Regions from separate parts of the Gossypium hirsutum genome. Here all the other regions are linked to region 3. The links are chromatin contacts, called in public Hi-C maps. All regions are on one chromosome and are shown on one strand. The core of a region is the stretch at or near the end of the contact, and the rest is flanking DNA. Distances in the headings are between cores, read along the strand shown.

What was found. Hi-C and Micro-C count contacts between places; a contact is called where the count stands out from the background.
Region 1: a contact with region 3 is called in a Hi-C map of leaf, with 3 times the contacts expected there. The contact joins the promoter of LOC107903685 here to the promoter of LOC107903697 in region 3. A contact is called at or near these places in 6 of 34 Hi-C or Micro-C datasets (callus, leaf and seedling).
Region 2: a contact with region 3 is called in a Hi-C map of leaf, with 2.3 times the contacts expected there. The contact joins the promoter of LOC107903684 here to the promoter of LOC107903697 in region 3. A contact is called at or near these places in 6 of 34 Hi-C or Micro-C datasets (callus, leaf and seedling).

The regions. Positions count from the first base shown.
Region 1 is chrD05:48,298,379-48,302,388 of Gossypium_hirsutum_v2.1, reverse strand. It overlaps LOC107903685 (glycosyltransferase family 92 protein RCOM_0530710), which reads right to left and starts at 2,361. Exons shown (of 1, transcript XM_041092888.1): 1 at 1-2,361. The coding sequence starts at 2,101. The coding sequence ends at 284.
Region 2 is chrD05:48,387,740-48,391,677 of Gossypium_hirsutum_v2.1, reverse strand. LOC107903684 reads right to left here and starts at 1,926. Exons shown (of 4, transcript XM_016829823.2): 1 at 1,701-1,926; 2 at 1,464-1,578; 3 at 381-650. The coding sequence starts at 1,876.
Region 3 is chrD05:47,763,441-47,767,401 of Gossypium_hirsutum_v2.1, reverse strand. It overlaps LOC107903697 (NLR family CARD domain-containing protein 3), which reads left to right and starts at 2,654. Exons shown (of 19, transcript XR_001685898.2): 1 at 2,654-2,907; 2 at 3,018-3,264; 3 at 3,721-3,933. It overlaps LOC107903696 (a long non-coding RNA gene), which reads right to left and starts at 2,278. Exons shown (of 5, transcript XR_001685893.2): 1 at 1,607-2,278; 2 at 1,386-1,454; 3 at 942-1,312; 4 at 716-818.

The DNA.
Region 1 (4,010 bases), core at 1,112-3,611, 540 kb before region 3:
TGTAGGAAAAACATGAAGATGTAGTATCAGTCAATCATCAATAAACACTCATTAGCTAGGATAGAAATGAAAGAGGGGAAAAAATGTTATTCCATCATCACAAAATTGTTATTCCATCATCACAAAATTTACAGCCGTGTAAGAACCTATAATCAATAGATCTCATGTCTAAAAAAATCAGATAAAAATGCAAAAGAAAAAAAATGAAAAGAATGTGTTTTGTTGTTGTCATTACACTGTTTCCCATGGGCACCAAGCTTGGAAGCAATCATATTTGGTATCGTTACAAAAGAGACTTCTCCCAGGGTAAGCTTCCTGTGGCAGGATCAGCTAAATTTGCTAGGACAAAGTCTCTCAGACCAGTGTCCCAGACTTCGCAGAACTGTTTTCGCCAGTTTGGTGGTTCAATGGCCTCGGTTCCTAGCCCTGGGGCTCGGTCTTTTGACCCCTGGTTCTGGTTTTCTTGCCAGTCAACAACATATGTTGCAACCCTTCTGAAGAACTTTGCTCTAAAGGTCTCCCATACCTGGTACTTGTAGTGGTTTATTATGATAGAACTTTCGGGTACATTCAGGTACCTGAATCCCTTTTTCAGCTGGAAGTGGTGCACCACATTGAGAAGAGTTTCGTTGAGCAAATCAGGGCGCACAATGGACTTGTGTCGCTCAGGGCTTTGGAGCCGGCAAGTGTAACCTGCAGTTACTCCTTGCAATGGCGGTGAGCTCAATCCGGATGGTCCAAAGCTGTGACAAGCTGTTCTTATCTCTGCAATCGTCCGTGATGACGAGTAATTTGCTACTAGGGATCTTAGTAAATTCTGACCTGGTAACCCTCTCCGGTGATGACGAGGGAAGTAGTAGAACTCATCGACATCAAAGAATCCTACCCATTTACACTCATTTCTTGCTCTCAAAGCACAATGTGAAAATCCTGCCTCTTGAGTTTTAATCCATGGCCAGGTATGTCTGCTAACATTATAGTCTTGAAAATCAAGTTCTTCGATAACATCTTGGATTCCATCATCACTATTATTGTCATAAATGAACCAACGTTCAACTCCGAGCCAGGTATGGTACATAATCCACTCCCGCAGTGCTGGTGCCTGGTTCCAGAGCATAGTGCAGGCACAGAGCTCGAATTTCCCATCATTCCTTTTTGTCTGGTAAGACTTCGAATTGTATAGTTTAGCTACAGAAGGCACAGCAATGTTCTCCTTTTGCCTCATCCGATTCCTCCTGTGATCATAGGATCTGGAATTGCGAAATCTAACTGCAGATGGCATCCGTACATGTTCGACATCATTCCTGCTGGCAAGAACAACTGTAACTCGAATCCCCTGAGCCAAGTCCCGATTATTTCTTATACTGCTGGGCAATGAACACCTAACAACCTCCTGTGCAGCCACTATTGCTTCAGTCATTACCACAAACCCTTCATCTTCTTCATCCGAATTCTTCAAACCAAATTGGCACATGAACCTATTCGGATCAGATTCTTTATGCGGTCGAAGATTCAACCCTTTAGCGAAAACAACGGCAGTTTTCCCATCGAATGCCGCTTCATAAACCAATCTATCCCACGAATGAACCGTCCGATTACTCCTCAAAGACAAACTATAATCAACCCCATGTCCTCGCCACATCAAACCCGCAGCAGCCGAGTAATTCCATGGTGGAAGAGGGCACCTAACAACCGATCGAAATCCATCGAATTCATCCACAGACAAAACCCGTTGACGAACAACATCCTTATGATTCAAAACCTTGTGGTAAACACAGTCCAACTTTTCAGCTTCATCGATCTTGTCGGATACAAGCAGGAGCAAGTGATCGGGGAACAAAACTCGGTCTTCGACGCTCAAAGGAAACCGTAACTTAGCATGAAAAGAATCTTGAAGGGAATTTTTGGAGAGGATAGAAAGACTGGGGACGCTCACAACTGGGTGAAACGACACCGTTCGGATCGGGAACCTCTCCGAAGACAAGAACATGAGGAAAACGAAGAAAGAAAGGCACAAGATTAAGGACCTCCGTGACAAAAACTGAGCTCGGGAGTAGGGCCTGTAGATCCTCTTCCGCTTCAGACGCTGCTCCGACTCCATATTTTTTCAGAAATCCAAAATCCAAATCCGAAGCCAAGAAAGAATAATAATAAAAAAGAGAGATGTAAGTAAATGATTGAGTGGAGTTCTTGGGAGGGCTCAGATCTGGAAGGGCCTCGCCTGAAGCAGTAGCGACACGCGTTAATTGTAGCCGTCAAAGCGCTGAGTGGGGGAGACAGACAGAGAGGTAAGCTTTTTCTTTTTCTTTTTCGCTTTCTTTTTCTTTTTGGTTTGCTATGAATTTCGTTTTAATACACGGTTTATTTATTTATTTATTTGGTCTAAGACAATGGACAGGTGGTTATGCTCAATCGTAGATGTTCAAAGGTGATGTGCTGTGTTGGACTTCCTTTTCTTTTCTTTCTCCTCTTTTTATTTTTATTTTTGTTTTTATATTCTTTTTATAGAATCTTTTTAAATTTATTTTATTCGTGTTTATAAATTAATTTTGGTTTATATTATTTAATTATTAATCAAATTTTGTCTTTTAAGATTTCTTTAATTCTTTTTCGGAGTTAAGTTTAGTCCTCAATTTTTCAAAAAAAGTTTAATTTGATTATCAAGCTTTTAGAAAGTGTTAAATTATTGCTTTTTAAGCAAAAATATTTATTAAAATATTAAATTTTTAAAAGTGACAACTTGAATGGTAATCAACATATATTTCATGTCAAAATTTTTAATTTTTTTATGAATATTTTAAAATTTTAGTATTTTTATATTTTTTAATTATTTATTGACATGGTATATGGGACAAATAGTATTATATTAGTTTGAAGGTATACGTGAATTGTTATGTAAGTTGTCAACTTACCTTAATATCATTAAAAAAGCTAATGTTTTAGTTAACATTTTTGTTTTAAAAAATTATTTGACTATTTTTAAAATATCAAAAGTCAAATTTAATTAAAAAGTATAAGAGTGAAATTAATGAAAAAATGTAACATTTAATTTTAAAATACTTTCTTAATAAGATATTTACTATTCTTATTATCTTTTATGATAGAGTTAAAAGACAAGAATTTTTAGGTAAAAAATTACTTTTTAAATGAAGTTATTATAATATTTATGGGACACTTAAAAGACATACGAGATAAAAAGGCTTACTTAAGCTGTCAATTTTATTTTATTGCATAAAAGAATTTATATATATATAATGTTTGATAATATACCACATTTCATGTTTTAATTTATTAGTATAAATTGAAATATATCATTTATTATGGAGTTATAGTTTTAAATACGATACAAATCTAATATTTAATGTATTAACCGTATACACTAATAACAAATTAAATAATAAAAATTCATTTATTTTAAATAAGTTATAGAATTATGCAGTTTAAATATAAATTTTTAATAAAAAAAATGAAATGACATGGTATTTAAACATTAAAGTGGGTAAAAGCATACCCTTACACGCATTCTTTACACGTTTCTTTCTTTCTTCTTTCAGTATAAAATATATTTATTAATTTGTCGTTTTATGTTTGTTATGAAGTTTCTCAAAAAAAGAAAAAAAAAGTTTCCTTCCATTTTACTCAACAAAGGCAACAAGCTTGGGAAATAAGGGATGAAGTAATTCTTTTATTCAGTATTAAAGTTTCTCATTATATAATTTAATTTACATAATTTGAAAAAAAAACTATTAATTAATCATTATGAAAATAAATCTATTTTATCATGAGAGAGAGGGTCCAATTGAAAATTCAAAAAAATAAAAACTTTCTTTTTACACTTATTTCTCAATACAATATCCTGCCATATGGTGGTCTAACCATATCTTGTTAATTCATTAATATATTTAATAATGTTTGGGAAGTAATGACATAAGATCGATGTATTCTTTTTTATATAACAATAATGACTTTCTCATCATGTGATAAAGAAAGAGTCCAACAAAGTCTTGCTA
Region 2 (3,938 bases), core at 677-3,176, 630 kb before region 3:
TTTATGGTAGGGCAAAAGCAAAAAGAACATGAATAGAATATGAAGCAAAGGAAAATACAGCAGGATTCTGGTCTAAACACAGAAAACCAATTTAATTATAAAATGTAATGGCTAAAGCAGCCAATCAATTGGCATTTGCTGGCTATATAACTCAGTCTTCAGCATTAGTGTTGGATGCCTGTATGTGTCCAACACGAGAGTGTTCTATTCTTTTTTAAGTTTTTCTATATATTTGGTAGATCATGTCCCTATTCTCATGTCCAAATGTGTGTTGGACATGACTATCGCATATGAATACTAAGAAAAATGAAGTGTCAAAGCTACATAGACTGCTGTTATACAAAATCAATTGAAAGATAGTGAAGACCAAAGGCACATACCTCAAAACCGAGTACTGATAACTTCTCCTCGTTAACTGCAGGTATACAGCTCCTATAGGTAATATAGGCTCGTGACCCACTCTCCGATGTTGATGAATCATCAAGTAAGCTTCTTCGTTGTCTTAAATTCTCATTGATAACTGAGATTTCACGATTAGACCTACCCTTTTCTGTTTTTTGTTTATTTTCGGCCTTTGAACCATCATCAGTTTCTACACATTTGAAAGGGATACGATAGCCAGTCTCACTACATCGATATTTTTGGTCACTCTGAAGAACAAGTAGCACTCTGATTAAACCCGCAAACAATTTACATAAATGAAAATATAAAATAAAATATTTAAGCCTTCCAGACAAATAAAACAGCAAAGGCAAGCAAAATAAGCAAATGTTAATCTCATTTTAATGGCTATAATCCCTAGAGATGACCATGTAATTGAAATATATCAGCTATTTCAGATTTGAAATGGTAATAACAAGAAAAGTTGAAAAAGATCATTGATTCCTAGCAAGTACGCCTAGTATTAGACATGACACCCGCACACCATTAAGAAAAACTAAAACATGATCATGACAAAATATAATACAAGCAGTCGCAAGCAACATGAATACACAAATGTCTCATTATATATAATAAGAATTATTAACATGTCAAAAATTTACATAAATATAAGATATATTAAACATGACACGAACATGATCCAGATCCACAAATTGCTGGGTCTAGTAGCAGGCACATCAACTTAACAACAAAACCTTTGGCATGCCAGATCTAATTCATCTGTTCACATTAATGTAAAGGAAAAGAATGTTTACATCAAAAATGGTTAAGTGTATTACTTTTTTCACTGATAACAGTGTCTTAAATGGGAGATTAGAAATTTTCTCAGAAAATTAGATTCCATTTCCAGTAAATTAAGAAAGGCGGCACCCAGAAAATTTAACTGGATTTCATACATTTTGTCATATATGAATACTAAGGCTAAAATCTATAGCTTTATAAATCGAAGATAAGGAACTCAACAATTTAATTAACAAATTGAATAACAAAAAAAGATCAGATAAAATAGGAAGAAAAAGAACCTTCTCAGAGTAAAGGCAAGGAACACAAGGTCCAGAGGGAGAGCAATCGAAAGTATTGTTAGCTTCTTTAGAAATTTCTTTGAAGCTCATCAAAACTCTTTGCCCGATTCTTTCACTGCATTAAAATATTTTTAAAAAAATTAGGGTTTAAAGCTTCAATAATATGGAATTAAATTAAATTTCTATATTCGCATGAAAAAAAAGAAATAAAAAAAGAAAAGAAAATAAGGCAATTACTGTTGGTGATGAATTGAAGAAGCTGAGGCAGAGAGGGGAAGGAGGAAAGGCAAGGAAAAGAAGAACAAAACAACTGATGAATTCCAAGATCTCATTCCTTTCTGTGTTCTTTTCTTTTTCAGGTCGATCGTAATTTTCTTTTTCTGTAAAAGATTCTTCTTTTCAAATTTATACATCTATTTATGTATATTTAACGAGTTTCACTCTCACGCAGAATTTTCTGTTCTTTTCGTCCAATTATGCTACAAAACTTTTATATTGACAAATGCATGTAAAAAAATAAAAATAAAAATAATTAAGCCTTTCCTTTTTTTTTTCTTTTTTCACTCTTAAATTTTCAAAATACATTAAAAAATCCTAAAATTTCTCAAAAAAAAATAATTAAGTTGCTATTTTTTTCACTCAATTTGGTACTTAAATTTTCAAAATACATAAAAAAATACTCTCAAAATTTTTTAAAAAAGCAATTAAGCCCATGCTCTTATTAAAAATAAAAAAAACAATAAAATTTAAAAAAATTATTTAATTTTAATAAAAATATAAAAAAATATAAAATTTATTAAAAATTAAATTTTTTATAAAAATCGTAAAAAAATAAAAAAATTGTAAAATTTTATAAAAATCATAAAAATTTTAATGACCTCTAGTTTTTTTCAATTAAAGTCATCACGTGTCACAATATAGTGTGATATGTGGTGAAAAATGATAAAAAATAAAAATCAATAAAAGTTATAGAAAAATTATGAAATATTTCTTTTGTTACAATAGTTTTTTATAATTTTTTATGAAATTTATATTTCTTTACATTTTGTATAATTTTCTTATGACTTTATAAAATTTTATAAAATTTTATATTTCTATATATTTTATAATTTTTTACGATTTTTATAAAATTTTACAATTTTACAATTTTTTTTCTAATTTTTAATATTTGAATTTTTATTAAAATTTAATCATATTTATAGCTTTTATTTATTTTGATTTTCTAGAATTTTTTTCTTCTAATTTTTAATAAAAGCAGGGGCTTAATAGCTTTTTTTTTGAAAAAGTTTGAGGGTTTTTTTAATGCATTTTGAAAGTTCAAAGTACCCACTTAAGTGTAAAAAAAGGGGTTTAACTGTGTTTTTTAAAGGTTTGAGGGTTTTTTTTTGTTGTATTTTGAAAGTTCAAGTACCCAAATGAGTGCAAAAAAAAAAAACGCAAGGCATAATTGTTTTTTTTAAGTTTGAGGACTTTTTACACCCTTAAGCCTTAATAAATTTATAAAAAATATATAATAATTAAATGTGTTTTCGACAATAAAGCCTTAGTCGGGCTGGTTAATAGTAATAAGGATGAAGTGGATTCTTGAAGCATGTTTTATTATTAGTTAGGGTTAAATATAAAATTGATACTCAAATTTGTCCACTTTTTTCAGATTGATATTCGAACTTTTTTTCGTCTACTATATTAGTACCCGAGCCGAACGCCGTTATTTTTTTGCTAACGTAGCAGCATTGTTCATTCGCGTGCCGCCATGTGTCGTCCTCTCAGACACGTGACTTGATCCCTTTAAATTTTTTTCTTTTCATTTTCATTTAAATATTATTTTTTGAGAGTTTTTTTCCCTTTCACCATCGTCTTCTACCTCACTTCGTTTTTTCCTTTCACCATCTCTCGTTTTCTCCTTCACCTCTTTTTTTATTTTTTTTATTTTTTATCTCTTTCGTTTTATTTGTTCATAACATTGCCGAAGGAGAAAACAAGTGAAAGTGTCTTCTTCAAGCAATAGAAAATCAAGTGCTCAAAAAAGGATTTTGTACGGCCATTATGGTTTAAAAGCTCCAGTTTGCAACGCGAATACTCCACGAAACAAAGGGAGAAAATTCTTTGGGTGTGAAAACTTCAAAGAGGTAAAAGTTTGATTTTTAATTATTGGGTTGAAGGAAATTAGTGTTTGTGTTTTGGTCTGCCATTATTGGGTCTGTGAAAAACAAATGATTTTGTGATTTTAGTTGAAGATTTTGTGTACTGACATTTGTAGCAATTTGGGTTGAAGAGATATTTTGATTTCTTTTGTTGTATGTGAGAAACAAAGATCGGGGGTAGTGAATTTTTTCGGGGGGTTGAAGGTAACAGTGAGGGCACGGATTCAACTGCAGAAGAAAAATAATGCACAATTGATGAAATAATGCTTTAAAATAAGATGTTATTGATACTGAATAGGAGATTAAGACTTGAGAACAATGAGCTTAATAT
Region 3 (3,961 bases), core at 1,405-3,904:
AGGGAGTGAGGGTTAGTAGGAATGGGCCACAGGTTTCCCATATTTTATTTGCCGATGATTGCATTTTGTTTGGAGAAGCAACAAGCGGGAGTGGCAACATCTTCGAGGAAATTCTGGATGAATACAAAATTCAGTCGGGACTGTGTGTAAACTTTGAAAAATCTTCAGTATTTTTTAGCAAAAACACGTTGGAAGAGGATAGAAGACAGATTGTAAATTTGATGGGGGTCCGAAGGTCTAGTGAACCATAAAGATATTTGGGGTTACCCAATATGGTGGGTCAAAGGAAGAAGGAAGCTTTTCAAGGTCTGAAGGACCGGTTCAAAAAATGCATCGACAATTGGAGCAATATATTTCTATCACAATGAGGTAAATAAGTTTATGTAAAGGCAATTCTACAGGTTATTCCAACCTATTCGATGGCTTGTTTTCTATTTCCTAGAACTCTATGTGATGAGTTGGAAAGTATTGTTGCTAAATTCTGGTGGCAGAAAGGAAAAGGCAGAAGAGGAATACATTGGTGCACTTGGAAAAATCTCTCTTCATTAAAAGAAAATGGTGGGATGGGCTTTCGAAATTTTGGTCAATTTAATAGTGTTATTAGCGAAGCAAGGTTGGCGTCTCATTAATTACCCAAATTCTTTTTTAGCCAAAATCTTAAAAGCAAAGTATTACCCGTACTCTAGTTTCTTAACTGCGAAGCTGGGAAATTTACCTTCTTTTACTTGGAAAAGTATCTGGGCTGCAAAGGGTCTTCTCCAAAAAGGGATGTGTTGGAGAGTGGGCAGAGGGGATAAAATCTCGATATGGAAAGATTGCTGGATTCAGGGGGTTGACAAAATTGATACACATAACAGAACAAACAGAGGTGAAATTGGGTTAGTTTCGGACCTTATTGATTAATCAAACAGAGAATGGAAATTGGAATTGGTTAATAATACCTTTCAAGAGGACATTGCTCAGAAAATTCTTCAGATTCCCTTCACAGAGATTGAGCATAAGGATTTCCAGGTTTGGAAAGGAGAATTATCTGGTGAGTTTTCGGTCTGCAGAGCTTATAAACTATTACAAGATGCTAATCTAGATCCTAGAAACTATTTATTACAGACCGAAACAAAAGAATTTTACAAGAAACTTTGGAGCCTATAGATACCATCAAAAATTGCATTTACAATCTGGTGGATCTCTTGGGATTTTATTCCAAACTTTGCTAATTTCAGAATCAGGAGAGTTGTTACAAATGACAGATGTCCCCAATGCAGATCTGAAGTTGAAGGAAGCCTCCACGTCTTTCGAGATTGCCCTATGACAACTGAAGTATGGTATCTGTTAAATTTCTCATGGATTATGAATAATACGAGTCAATCTATGTGGGAGTGGCTAACCTGGGTTTTCAAGAGGAGTAACAGCTGTCAATGTCTTCTTTTCTGTTATGCGTTGTGGTGGATATGGTTCTCCAGAAATCAATATATTCACGAGAGGAAAAACACAACAGGAAGGGCTTTAGTACTTAATATTTAAAGATACATGGCAGAACAGGAATGATTAAAAGCTTTAAAGAATAATGAGAGTATATGCAGAAGCTATGGAGTACAAGAGGACATACCGAGAGTCAGGATCCTTTTTGATGCTGTGTACGACAACAAAACTTTCAGATCAGCTTCCGACCTGGTAGGATGGAATCTGAGGGGAAACTTAACAGTGTTAAAGACAGTTATTCATAGCAATGTTCCTTCTCCTTTTGCGGCAGAGGCATATGCATGTTTAGATGGTACAAAGCTAGGGATTTCACTAAGAACCCACTCAGTAAAACTTATGGGGGATTCAAGAACAGTAATAAGGAAATGTCAGGAGACTACCACAGACAAATCAGCAATCGGAGCCATTATCAGAGATATTCAGAGCAAGAAATCTGATTTTCAAGAACTCATTTTTTAGTATATTCATAGATCAAAGAACTCATATGCTCACAGATTAGCAAAAAATGCGCTTGAAAAAGGAGAGACTACTTATCTGAGGGGAGAAGAACTGGATCGCCATAATTTTGCCTCGGTAGAAATTTGGCCAAGAAATCTAGATTGAAGATTTGATTCACAGAAGAAGAAATCAAAATAGATAGCAGAGTGAAGTATTAATGCCTTGGGGACTGCTGTCGATGGAACGTTAGGAGCTTTGGAAATGACGATTCAATTGATATTTTTGGAGTCCAGCTGTGTTTGATTTGACTGGGTTAGGTTTTGAATTGTTTTTTTAATTTCATTTATTGTTTCTCTAGTTCCGTTTAGTTAGAAAGAAGTTGGATAGTTTTCAATTTAGTTTTCTTTGACATATCTTTGGGCCATTGATTGGGCCGCCTGTTAGTTTTTTTTTCTATCTCAATAAAACCCCAGTCTTATTTTCAAAAAAAAATGTTTCTAATTATTTGATCAAATTTAAAAATGATCATAAAATATGTATGATTTTATTATTTAATTTAAAAAATAGATATATAATTTTATCAATTTTTAGAAAATCTAAATAAATATATATAAATGACACCCAGTTATTATATAAAATAAAAAAATTATTGAGAGAATTATTAAAATTGCTTAAGCCGGCCTGGCCCGGACAGATCATCATCAAATTCTTATAGGGATCAAGATAAACCCAACCCGCAAAGTCTTGTTTGTTGAATGCAAACTTTGCAAAGTCCATATGCTTTTATTTTTAGTTTTTTGGTTTTATAATTAGACAACATTCTGGAGATACTGTCGCTCTGTTCGCCGCTCCTATCCCTTCTCCTTCTTCTCTGTAAACTGTGAAGTCCAACCGGTAGGTGCAAGATAGCAGCCTCTCTACCCTTATGCGCATTTAACCTCCACTTCCATGGCCCTCACTTCCACTCTCCCTCTATACTCTCATCCCAAGGTAATTACACGCGCTCACTCTTTTTCGAAATCTCTTCGGTCTCTCGAAAGGTGAAGCTCACTCTATTTGTTTATATGTTTCGTTATTCTCTGGTTCTTCCGATGAAGCAGAGGCTTGGCCTTCAAGCGTTGGCTTCGGACCACGGCCGCTGTCTTGGTCATGATTCCGCTTGGTTTATTACTAGGAGACGTTACTCCAGGTCCAAGAGATTGGTGGTAGCGGCAGCGTACGGTGCGGAGGGAGGCGCGAGGCGGCGTGTTTACAGACAGTCGCAGGCGAAGCAGCCTCTCAGTAGTGCTCCGAAGCAGATTGCAACCTTTGTGGCGCCCGCTGGCGTTTTTATCGCCGCTACTTTTGGTATGGATTTCCGTTTCTCTTCTTCTCTAGTGGATGGTGAATTTGGAATAATGTAACTGATTGCATTCCTATTTATAAATTCATGAGTTTCGTCAATAATTTTGATGAGGTTGTTGAAATTCCCCAATTTGGTTGAGCACAATGAAAATTTACTAGCGCTCTGGTTTTTCTTGATTGCTTACTCAGGCCATAGCTATAAGCATTACATTTGTTAATGGCATTTGATTTTTAATCCGACTTTAGCATTTATTTTAGTCTTTAAGCCAACGTGTTGTCAGTTCTTATACCTTACTATTTCTTTCTGTTGCGCTAGGCATATGAATGGCATTTTGGAATCTTTCTTTTCCTTTTATTGGGGATGCGTTAGGCTTTGTATGGAATGTTTACACGAGTGCAGCACATATTCTTTGTTATGTTTATCCTATATGTACCCTAATTGATGTCTTCAGCTGACAGTTTTATGGAAATTGGTGGAGAAACTCCTTATGCCGAAGCCATCTAGGTCTTCATCTGTTGAAAATAAATCTCCTTCACAAGGAGTGAAGTGGTCTTTTGCCCCAGGAACAAATCTATTGTCAGGTGTTACTGCTAAGATTGATAGACAGTCAAAGCTGACACTCAATGAGTTTGCCAAGGAACTTAGGGCATTCAGCAGTGTTGATATGTCAGGTATGCTGACTGATTTTAGACTATTTCC